4 separate regions of the Mus musculus genome follow, and all the other regions are linked to region 3. The links are chromatin contacts, called in public HiChIP or PLAC-seq, Micro-C and promoter capture Hi-C maps. All regions are on one chromosome and are shown on one strand. The core of a region is the stretch at or near the end of the contact, and the rest is flanking DNA. Distances in the headings are between cores, read along the strand shown. Region 1 has its middle 63 kb from the start of Perp. Region 2 holds the start of Tnfaip3 (tumor necrosis factor, alpha-induced protein 3). Region 3 holds the start of Hebp2 (heme binding protein 2). Region 4 holds the start of Ect2l (epithelial cell transforming sequence 2 oncogene-like).

Region 1 (2,750 bases), core at 91-2,590, 360 kb before region 3:
AAAGGAAAGGAGAAGGGAGAGAAAGAGAAGGGAATGGACTATGTACTCATGGAGCTAGGTTCTGAGCTGGGAGAGACTGTCCACAGGAGAGCAGCCATCCATCCAGTTTTTGGGTTGGATCCTTGACTTGGCACAGAAGGCACAGAACACCCTTTCCCTGTATCTTGAGAAGTCTCGTCTGTTCTAAGCAGTTCCTTCCTGAAAAGCCCCCACCTTTTTCACAGTTTACCTTGTTTTCATTCTCTCATCTTCCACCCCTCCCCCTTTTTGAGATAGGGTTTCTCTGTGTAACCCTAGCTGTTCTGGAACTCGCTCTGTAGATGAGGCTGGCCACTAACTCATGGATCTTCCTGCTCTGCCTTCTGAGTGCTAGGATGAAAGATGTGAGCCACCACCAAAGGCTATCTATCTTTTTTCTCTCTTTCTTCCTTGCCACTTCCTATTGGGTAGAATGAATGCCTTGCATGAATATTCAGTAACATGGAAAGGTCTCTAGATATTACTGTGTTGTTCCAGGCATTTGTTAGTTCACCTTTTTGCCAAGATGACAGCTGATCTACATTTTAAAGTTTGAAGCAGAATGCATCTGTACTGGCAACAATCCCAAATTTTCCTTATTTGATGAATTTGAGGCCCGATGCTTATTCCAGAAAGCAAATTCATTTGGTTGAAAAATGTTATGAACTTTATGCATTGAATTAATTGCTTCTTACAGCACATTAACTAAATTCCTGACAAAAAGCAACAAGAAAAAAAAAAAAAAAAAAACAATTGATTTGGCTCCCAGTTCAGAGGAACACAGTGACAGGAACTGTTTAGTTGTGGCAGCAACCAGGAAACACAGAGTGAGGAATTCTGGTAATAAGCTGGTTTTATTCTTTTTCTCCCTGTTTCTTCTGTCTAAGGTCCCAACCCATCACGTGGTGCTACACACACTTTCAGTGAGGGTCATCCCCTTCAGTTAAACTTTGCTGGAAACACTCTTGCAGGTTCATGCAAAGGTGTGTCCCATTAATATGACATGCATTTCTTAATCCAACCAAGTCGCAATCAAATCCGTACAAGTAATACTGTCAGAAAGGAAGTCTTTCTAAGAGGAGGGATAGCTTTCAATTGGGCATAAAAATCCATAGTTGACCATTGGGAATAAGGAGGCCGCTGGCTCATGGCTGATTTTTAAATATTAAGATTGTCTGATGTTTTCTATCCACTATGATTCCGCAGGGTGGTCATTGGCAATCTGTGGAGCCAACCACCTTGGAAGGCAGGTGGGTGGCTGGGAGGCTCGGTGGGTGGTGGAACACAAGCAGTAGCTCCAGGCATTCTCAGGAAGGACATGGGCATGGGCAGCTTAGCAAGCCAGCCATGGGAGGAGCTAGGTGAGCTGGCTGTTTCCAGCACAAGAACAGGAGCCACTCTTCAGAATACAGGTGAGTGAAACAAGCATGGTTTTTAAATTTACGCTTGACAGATGGCACCCAACCTAGGGCAAAAATCCACTAATAATTTAGGGTTCTCGGATTGATTCAAACACAATAAAACAGGTCTGGAAGGAAGGGAGAGGTGGTTTTTCAGCCAGTGGAGCAGTCACATGACTCCAGAGCTTAAACAGAGAAACACAAGGGCAGACTCCGATCACAGACTCTGAGGTCCCCTGCTGTGAAAAGAGTCAAGATGGCTGCTCTGAGGCAGAGAGCCAAACATTAAAAGCTGCCTGATTTCCACAAGCAAGTAATCATAGGATAGAATTCTAGGTTTGGGTTAATCGTTTTTAAAGTTAGAAGAGAATATAGATTTTGCTTGAGCCGTGTAAAGAATTCTTCCCGTGGTTCAGAACTAATACAAAGAGTTTGGGCCCAGAGGCAATGAGACTACTCCTGTAGGCAAAAAGGCTGCAGCCTCCAAAAAAAAAAAAAAAAGATACAGGGAAATTGTATGGAAGTGGGTGGGGGAAGTCTTACAGGATAACTCATATTTTTGGAACACGAATTCCATGGGTTCCACAGGAATTTGGGGTTAAATATCCTGGCATGACAGATTAGGAAAAGTCTAAGAAAGGGTCTAAGAATAGGCTCATACAGTATTTGTTTAGTTTACTTCATTTGTTTTTAATTATTTTAATTATCAAAATGGGTATGATTTTGAGTTTTGTGGTTATTTTATTATTCCTCTGGGAAAGGGGTCAAGCTAAAAGCTTTCCTGGTTACTGGCTAAAGGATATGCTAATTTAGGAGAAAGACTTTATGTTTGTGTTTATAGAAAAGGCCGAGAGTTACATAGATCAGATATGACAGAGGGAGACGCCCTGAAGAACTAGAAAAATTCAAGAGAACCAAACAGGAAAGGTAAAGATTCTTTGTGCCATTCTTCACATGGCATGAATGAAGACTTATAATTGGTTATTATTAAAATTGGCTCATGAAAAGACTGTCTTTCACATGCTTAAACAACGAACAAAAAGTCTTTCTTAAGTAGTCAGTACACAATTCATACAGATGTCTTGATGGTACTTAAATTGTTTTGAGATTTGTATATTGCAAAATATACAGCTTTGGTGAGATTCATGCTGAACTCAGACATGCTGAACTGACCTGCTTGGACTCCCCGTGTCATGGATTCCAGGTCATGTGGCCTCACTCAACCTTTCAGATGGATCCAGTCAGAACTTTAGGCATCAGAGAATAAATAACAATTGTTGGCTGTAGCGTAACTTTCCCCTAATTAATCGATTGGCTAATAAAGACAACAAG
Region 2 (2,700 bases), core at 27-2,526, 470 kb before region 3:
GGACCCTAGAGATACACACTCACACACACACACACACACACACACACACACACACACACACACACAGAGTAAATTAATCACACTAAACACTATTTAAAATAACATCAGGTCACTCCGCAGACCTCCCGTGGTCCCTCAAACAGATCCCGGCTCCTTTCCGGGAAGAGCCTCACACCCTGCACCCTAGCCCCAGCACAACCACCCAGAGAGCTCTGCTCAGCCCCTTGATGTATCAAATGTGGCTGACCCTTGAGGTCTTATCTCTAGACTGCCTGGAGGTTTCTTTGTCACAGAGTTTCAATGTCACCTTCTCAGAGTGGCCCTTCCTGGCCAGTGAATGAAGCCACCTCAGTTTCTAGTGTGTAGCTCTGCAGAGAGTATCCCCACCCCACCCCACCTCACCCCCATACACACTCCACTTTCTCCAGAAAGGTAAAAGCATTTTCGCTTCTTTCTGCAGAGCTCAAGCCCCTGTCTAAGTGAAGCGAAGCTTTCTCCCCTCTCAAGAAAGGCAAGTCGGGGATCAATCAGGGCATTGTGGAAGGCTATCCTCCATTGGCTTCATGGGGCGAACTAATTCTCAGGCCAGCCAAACAATACTTAAGAAAACAACTGTAGAAGGATCGGGGAAAGCCAGCAATAAACTTGAAGAAATTTCTAAACTTTAAAACGCTCCTTGGAACAGGGAAATAAAGGAGAAATGGAGGGTGTGTAGGAGTGGGGGTGGGGGAGGCGAATCTAATTCTCTCTGAAATTGACCTTGCCCCCCCCCACCCCCCGTAACTCAAAAACTGCAGGACCATGGGGTCTGATCTCACTCTGCACTGCATCCAACCTGAAGCTGACACATGGCTTGGAGAACCCTGCCGCTTTTTCTGTCAATTCCCTTCGGGACCCTGCGGAGGGCTCTTTCTGAAGTGCTCATCACGTGCACAGCCCAGACTTCAAAGCCAAGCTTCAAGCCTGAGGTCCTGTGTGTCTGGGTGGTTTTTTGGGTTTTCTCTCTAATTTCCCTTCCTTTTCACAGCTGATTTTCTTCAGAAAAGAAGCTATAAAAAAGAACCTATTGCATTTCCAGTTCCCATCACCGCGATTTCCACATGGATGTGACGTGGAAGGCAGCTTCCGAAATGCCCAGGTGACTCACGCGGGGACACCCCGGGGCGGGACCTAGGAGTTTCTCCGGGCGGGGCGGGCACGGCTTAGAGCGCCCTCTGCCGGTCGGCGGCGCGCCACGCGGGTCACGTGACTGGAATTTCCATCGGAAATCCCCCTGTTGGCAAAGCATACAACTGAAAGGCAAAAAAGGGAACTGCCCAGTCTGTAGTCTTCGGAGCCGGAGGCGGAGCGGTGAGCCAGGCCGCCGAAAGACGTGCACACCCCCTCAGCCAGCGAGCCCGATCGGGTGTCCATGGGGCTCCGCCTCGGCCCGACCCCCACCACGACCCGGACCACGATCCCGGGCTGCGGCGCGCGCCAGTGACGGCCGGCCGGCCACTTGGGCTCTGCGAGGGCTCCGCGCGGCCCCAAGAGGTGAGCGATGCTCCGGCTGCGGGGTGCACGGCTAGCAGAATGCGGGGGTCCTCGGTCAGTGGGGTGCACTGCCAGCCAGATTCGGGGTGCACGGCCAGCTCAGTGTGGAGCTGCCTTGCGCTGGCTTTGCAGGGATCCTGGAGTTGGGGTATTGTTGGCCGGAGTTGAGGTCCCGGTGCCAGGTGTTTAGGTTGACAGCCCGAAGTTTCTTCAGCCGACTAGTTAGCTAGCTATTCCTTTTCGATCCTGCAGGGTGACAGGAGCTGCAGCTGGCTGATGAATAGTCAGTCACCTTTTGGGTTCCTAGGTCGTGTGGTCGTGGGTGACACCCCCCCCCCACTTGGAAATCAAGTGCAGCGTGTTCATAGGCACGTAGACCTTGCAGAACCGCGTTGGGCTTTTTTCCCATATTGTGCACAACTGGCCCAACAGGGGATGGGTTTCTCAGAGGCCACCAAATCCAACTTGGAGACTTCGGTCAGCTAACCTTTCAGTGATCTGTGGGAGGAGGGTTGCGGGGCGGGAGGTGGAGGGGAGGGGCGTGCTTTGAGATTGCCACTAGGTCTCTAGTTGCCACAGTTTAAGAAGAGTATGCATGCAGAAATGATTCTCTGGCCTGCTTGTTGGGGACTCCACTTTAGGTGGCATGTAAGACTCCCTGCTGCAGCCCCGACTCCACACTGAGATAGTGTGTTGTCAGTCCGGGTCCGTTGTCCCACATCCTGCCACCTGGCCTCTCAGGAAAGCTGAGGTATTAAGAGCTCTTTTTGGAGCATGCTTTGTTTTCTCCTGGTCTCTGATCTTTCTTTGGAAAGCTAGTCTGGTCAAGTGGGGGCACCGTTTGGAGAACTGATCACAGTTAGTTAGCCTTCTGATGTCCCAGATTATTGAGCAACTGATCCGGTCTCCATTCTTATTGTCTGAGATGCTACTTGGATCTTTTGCAGTTCTTTGTATGGATTTGTTTTGTTTTGTTTTGCTTTGCTTTGCTTTTTTTGGAGGGGTACTTCCCAACAGTTGCCCGAGGTATCTGTTGATAAATAATACATAAGTTTCCACATCGCAGACAAAAAAAAAAATCTGTTCAGAGTGGAAAAATAAAACTGGGGGAAAGACTTTGATGAGTAAGTTCTATAGAATCTTATTGATCCTGTGACAAAAATTGGG
Region 3 (2,700 bases), core at 21-2,520:
ACTAGCACAGGGGCTTAGAACATGCTAAAGGCTGAGGGGGGAGATCATTAAAAGATGGGCTAGCATTGTAATTGCTGCAAAACTCCATAAATATAATTGAAAGCCATTAAGTAGTTCACTTTACTATTATTACTGATTCTCTGTTTTTGAGGCATTCGGATATAGCTAAGAGGGGGTGGGGGTGGGGCAAGTGGCTTCAATTTTTGTGTGTAGTCAAGGGTCACTTAGAATTTCTGGGTTTCCTGCTTCCAAACTCACAGTTCTAGGATTACAGGGGTACACCACAATGCCTGGTTTATTAAATAGTAGAGGTATGTTAAAACATATACATGTAATTAAAAATAAAACTGAAAAAAATTCCAGCATGGGGGAGGGATGTCTCTGGAGTACTCCTGAGAATTCTTTATCAGTAACGGGTTGCTGGGACCTAGAGACTCATTTCTTTTTAGGAGTGTGAGCATGGGTTTTCAGTGCCTCAGTGATAGACTCCAGCCTAAGTGCATGTGAGTTGAACTAGCTGAATCCAGTGAGCTAAATAAATACTCAAAGAATTTTGGAAGGAAGATGTGATGGGGTGGAGGTGGGGTGGAGAGTGGGGTTTCAGGAGTTGAGGGGAGAGAGGGGCAGGTGGATATGATCAAGATAAATTGTATATCGGTATAACATTTTAAAAGAAAAAAGAGATGAATTATATATAAATTTATTTCAATAAATCTTTTGGAAAAAGTATGAAGCCTAGCCAAAATATCTAAAGAGCACTAGTGTGTGCTCTGGCCCGTCCTCCAGGGCTGACTGGAGGACTCAGATGGTTTCAGTAGCCCAAGACACAACACACACACACACACACACACACACACACACACACACACACACACACACACACATTGCTCTCCCCAAAGATGCTGGGTCTCCATTGACTTTCCACATTGAGCAAACCTGAAAACTGTGGGCCCTGGCTGCCCTTCTAGTATAAATCAGTCTGCGGATCCCAATTTGGACTCCAGGATCTAAGGGCAGCAGGAGTCAGAGTCCTGAGTGCTAGCTGCTAGAGGTCTTGGAGCTCCGCTGCGAAGTCTTGGGGCAGGCGATTTTCTTTTGTGAGGGTGGGGAGGAAGCTGATTTTGCAGAGGCGCTGGCAGCGTTTTCAATGTAGGGAGAGGCTCCCTGAATGGGTGCCCGGACTGGTTCCACAGAAACCGAGCTAGGAGCTGCTCAGTCCTCCGCCCACCACTGCCCACAATCCAGTTCTGCAAAACATCAGCTAGGTGGGAGGGACTCTGCAGAGGACCTAGATGACCCAGGGCCAGCCGGCCGATCCTGATCAGTCTGATCAGCTAGCTGATCCTGACCTTATCCCTGCAGAGGGGTGTGGCCAGGGCTGGCGCAAGCCTGAGGTTGGTCGCGACGCCGCCTTGTGGCTCAGACCGAGAATGTCCTACGGACCCGCAGTAAGGGCTGCAGGGCCGAGCGTGCGCCGGTGGGGAGGGGACTCAGAACAGGGTGGCCGGTGAACACAAACAGGGCGCGCCCCTCCCAAGCTGCCCTTACTCATGGCAGAGGAGCCGGAGCCAGACCTCGGGGTGGCCGAGGGCTCAGAGGATCAGGCCTTGGAGATGCCGAGCTGGAAAGCTCCGGAGGACATAGACCCCCAGGTAGGCGTCTTCCAGGGCCCGCAAAGATTCATCTGGGCTACTTTACCGTGATATGAAGAGTCCCCTAGAGTTAAGTTAAAATATATATATATATATATATATATATATATATACTATTTTAGATCTGCGCGAACCAGGAGATGCGTTGTTTAGCTGACCCCAGGAGAGAGTCATACATCCACTTCCTGTCCGCGGAGCGGGTGGGGTAGGGAGAAACTGGTTACTACTACACAGACCCAGCGCTTCGATTTAAGAAAAGCTTGTAATCTGTCCTTAGGGCAGTATCTGCTCTCCAACCCGTAGGGAAACCTCAGGAGAGTCCATGCTTGTCCTAAAGAACGGGAACCTCAGGCTAGACCTTGGGGGGAGAGGGTTGCAGCTCTCCTGTATTGGGGACTCTCACCTCCTGACGTTCATGAGTTGCTGCTTGTTCATGAGTTCATGAGTTACTTCTCTTAAGTTTTCTCTGTACCATTTTAGCCAGGAAGTTATGAGATCCGGCACTACGGACCGGCTAAGTGGGTCAGCACTTGCGTGGAGTCCCTGGACTGGGATTCAGCCATCCAGACTGGTTTCACAAAATTGAATGGCTACATTCAAGGCAAAAATGAGAAAGGTAAAAGTAGCCTCCGAGATGCTGCGATTACTGAGTTTTAGTCTCCTGAAGAATTCTGTTTTGTAATAGACGAATAACCAGATGACTGAAACTCTAATGTTTTTATTCACGATTGGCTTCAAGAACTTTAGTGTAGCTACAGTAGAGTGTTGCTGGGTTCTGCTTGTCAAGGTCTATACTTTCCTCATTTTTTTTTTTTTTTCCTAGATGAAATGGGACTCTACCTAGGGAGAAGTCCTTTCCTGTGCCAAATGCCTCTAATAGTGATATCAAGGGACAGGAAAATGCAAGGGCATGAGCCTCAAGTTGTGTGTGTGTGTGTGTGTAATTTTGCAAGTCTCTTCGCCTTAGGACCACAATTTCTGAGATATAGAGAAAAATAATTGGCCCATGTTTTCTGTGATTTCTTCTTTATGTTTAAAAATATAGAAT
Region 4 (2,717 bases), core at 106-2,605, 340 kb after region 3:
CCACACGTGAGAGAGTCATTTGTGCTCTGGGCCTGGGTTATCTCAGCATCCTATTCTTCAGTTCCATCCATTTGCCAGGAAATATCAGGATTTCTTTTTCCTAACGTCTACATAAACTGGCATCATGTGTGTTTAGGCTATTCATTTGTTAGCTGATGTCAGTAGAGAAGGAATCCCTGTGTTAGACTGTAGAATCCTTTGGGTGTATGCTCAGAAGTGGTACAACTGGGTCATACGATAGTTCTTTTTTTTTTTTTAAAGATTTATTTATTTATTTTATATGAGTACACTGTAGCTGTCTTCAGACACTCCAGAAGAGCACATCAGATCCCATTACGCTGGGAATTGAACTCAGGACCTCTGGAAGAGCAGTCAGTGCCCTTAACCTCTGAGCCATCAGTAGTTCTAATTTCAGCCTTTGGAGACCCTTCCATATGGATTTCCATAGTGGCTGCAGCAGTTTATATTCCCACTAACAGTGGGTAGCCATTGCCCTTCCTCCATAGGCTGCTCAGCATGTAGAGGCCTGGAGATAGCCATTCTGATTAAGGTAAGACAGAATCTCAATTTTAATTTTCCTTCATGCCTAGCCACTCTTAGAACATAGATGTTGCAAAATCATTGTATTTTATTGAGTTATAGATGACCTCATAAAATCTACTGTTAGAGCAAGCTATTTTAACTTCGTTGTGTCTCCGTTCAGACTTCATCCCTGGATCTTGTTTAGCCTCACCATTCATAGGATTTTTAACTTTCCCATGCTTGAAGTATTGTGAAATCTTTCTGTTAAATTCAAAAGAAGTGGGAAGAGGGTGGCTTTACGATAAGTCTGCTCAGGCATCTTGACCAAAGCAATTAGAATCATGTTGATGTTCTGTCTTTCTGACTCCTGTATTAACTAATACTGTTTAAAAAAAAAAACTTTAAAATTTTTTGAGGATTTGCTAAAGATGAACATGAGAAAGGGTAAGAAACGTTACCTTTGCCATCTCAGTGCTTTAAAATTGCTGGCTAGTGTAAAGCTAAGCAGAATTTGGCAGACAGCAGCTGTGCATTTGTCACCTCTTCCCAGCAACTTGAAGGCCCTCGAGATCCAGCTGCAACTGCCTGGGACCGGCGGCCAGCAAAAGAAATCCACCTAGAACTTGAGAGAACAGAGGGAAGGTGACAACCTTCAGGAGCCTCCTGAAGCAAAGACCGAGGTTGGCCACTGGAGTGCAGCACCGAGCAAGGGACACCGGACCTGTGGGGCGTGGTGGCAGCGTGTGTTGTCTTGTGTGTTGTCTTCCCTATGGAGATGGGGGCACACGTGCCCCACCTGCCTCCCTAGGCTGTGATCTGGAAAACTGCCTTCATTTCCTGCACAGTGCCAAGAGGAGACTGCTGCCTGGCCAACGTGCTCAGCCCTTGGCCTCTCCTCGAGGTAAAGCTCTTCCCTTCTTGGAGATGTCTTTTCCTTGGGGCTTCTGGAAAAACCTTGAGCAGCGCTCCATGGTCTTGGAGACCTCTGTCAGGGTCACGTTTGAGTTGGGTGGTGGCAACTTTCCTCCTCCAGAGCACTCTAGAGTGCTCCAGCACTTTGGAAAACACTAATATTTCACAGGATCCCAGATTGGCTCATACCAACTCCCCCACCCACCCCCTGTCTCTTCTCACTCTTTTTGCTACTCTGGAGTCCAAAAGATGTGGGACGAGGCTGTATGGCTAATAAAGACGAGACTAAGGCTCTATAGTAACTGGTCTGTTGTTCTCAGGTTTCATATGCTAGATTTTATGACTATGGTGAATAATTCCGACACATTGCTAAATGTTTATCTCTTGAGAAGTACTGGCGTTGTGCTTATTAATAAACATTGCTCCAAGTATCAGAACAGTTTCCTGGCACGGTCTGTGTTCAAGTTCACTCAGTTCAAGCAGTGGTATGCACATCCTGCCTGTGGCGTTCTGGCTTCAGGAACTTTGTTGTTTGTGTTGTTGAGGGGCCTCAGAAATGGTGTTCTAAAAACACTAATTTTAGGGGGAGAAAAATAGGAGTGAAGGAAATTTTTAAAAATGTTAGTGCAGTTACCTCTTGTTTTGATTTAGTAGCTTTAAGTCAGTGAGCATAATTACCATTTAAAATACCAGTACAAGTCTCATTTTTCCTTAATTTGTCTGTCTGTCTCTTTCTCTCTGTCTCTGTCTCTGTCTGTGTGTGTGTGTGTGTGTGTGTGTGTGTGTGTGTGTGTGTGTATCTAAATAGCTCAGCCTAGTCTCCAATTCACTGTGCTGGTTTTAACTCCAGATCCACTTGCCCTCACCTCCCAGAACTGGAGTTACATGTATATGACACTACGCCAGCTTATCAGCTTTATATGGGTGAAATCAGGGTTTCATGCTTGCTGGCCAAGCACTTTCACTTTACCTACTGAACTACATCCTCAGCCCCAGGAATTATCATTCATGTGTGTGTGTGTGTATAGTATGTATATGTAGTCAATGGTGCTTCAGTGCACACATTCCCTCAAGACATCTCATCACTTCATTGCCTATTATGTCCTGCATATTTAATATAAATATACACACTGGCTTGTACTCACATTAAATTATGCTCCCGATGTGGGGAAATGAACTTGACTGGCATTGTGTTTCCTTTCCGATTTTTCACATTTTTGTGTCTTGCAGTTCTTCCCTGTAGTCGGTAGACGGCCCCTTTAGAAGATGTTTTTGAAGGAATT

What was found. Hi-C and Micro-C count contacts between places; a contact is called where the count stands out from the background. HiChIP or PLAC-seq counts read pairs in DNA pulled down with a chosen protein or histone mark. Capture Hi-C pulls out chosen DNA fragments and counts their contacts.
Region 1: an H3K27ac HiChIP or PLAC-seq map of embryonic stem cells shows a contact between it and region 3, with 3 times the contacts expected there. The contact joins the enhancer-like site here to the promoter of Hebp2 in region 3. A contact is called at or near these places in 11 of 39 promoter capture datasets (cranial neural crest, embryonic stem cells, frontonasal cranial neural crest and 5 more), 3 of 484 Hi-C or Micro-C datasets (all in embryonic stem cells), 6 of 115 datasets of contacts at active chromatin or transcription factors (embryonic limb bud, embryonic stem cells, neural tube and 1 more) and 1 of 9 other capture datasets (embryonic stem cells).
Region 2: a promoter capture Hi-C map of pancreatic islet shows a contact between it and region 3. The contact joins the promoter of Tnfaip3 here to the promoter of Hebp2 in region 3.
Region 4: a contact with region 3 is called in a Micro-C map of embryonic stem cells, with 2.5 times the contacts expected there. The contact joins the promoter of Ect2l here to the promoter of Hebp2 in region 3. A contact is called at or near these places in 2 of 484 Hi-C or Micro-C datasets (both in embryonic stem cells), 2 of 115 datasets of contacts at active chromatin or transcription factors (both in embryonic stem cells) and 1 of 9 other capture datasets (pancreatic islet).

Annotation. Positions count from the first base shown.
Region 1 is chr10:18,906,356-18,909,105 of GRCm38.p6, reverse strand. No RefSeq gene overlaps it. Among named protein-coding and RNA genes, the nearest start is that of Perp, 63 kb to the right of the region's middle. Within about 2 kb of position 1,340, at least 7 of the 459 cell types and tissues checked have an H3K27ac peak or open chromatin away from gene starts, as enhancers often do. A contact at or near this core is called in embryonic stem cells, where this site is marked.
Region 2 is chr10:19,013,986-19,016,685 of GRCm38.p6, reverse strand. Tnfaip3 (tumor necrosis factor, alpha-induced protein 3) reads left to right here and starts at 1,276. Exons shown (of 9, transcript NM_009397.3): 1 at 1,276-1,533.
Region 3 is chr10:18,544,646-18,547,345 of GRCm38.p6, reverse strand. Hebp2 (heme binding protein 2) reads left to right here and starts at 1,270. Exons shown (of 4, transcript NM_019487.3): 1 at 1,270-1,652; 2 at 2,133-2,268. The coding sequence starts at 1,551.
Region 4 is chr10:18,209,465-18,212,181 of GRCm38.p6, reverse strand. Ect2l (epithelial cell transforming sequence 2 oncogene-like) reads left to right here and starts at 1,355. Exons shown (of 22, transcript NM_001370991.1): 1 at 1,355-1,423.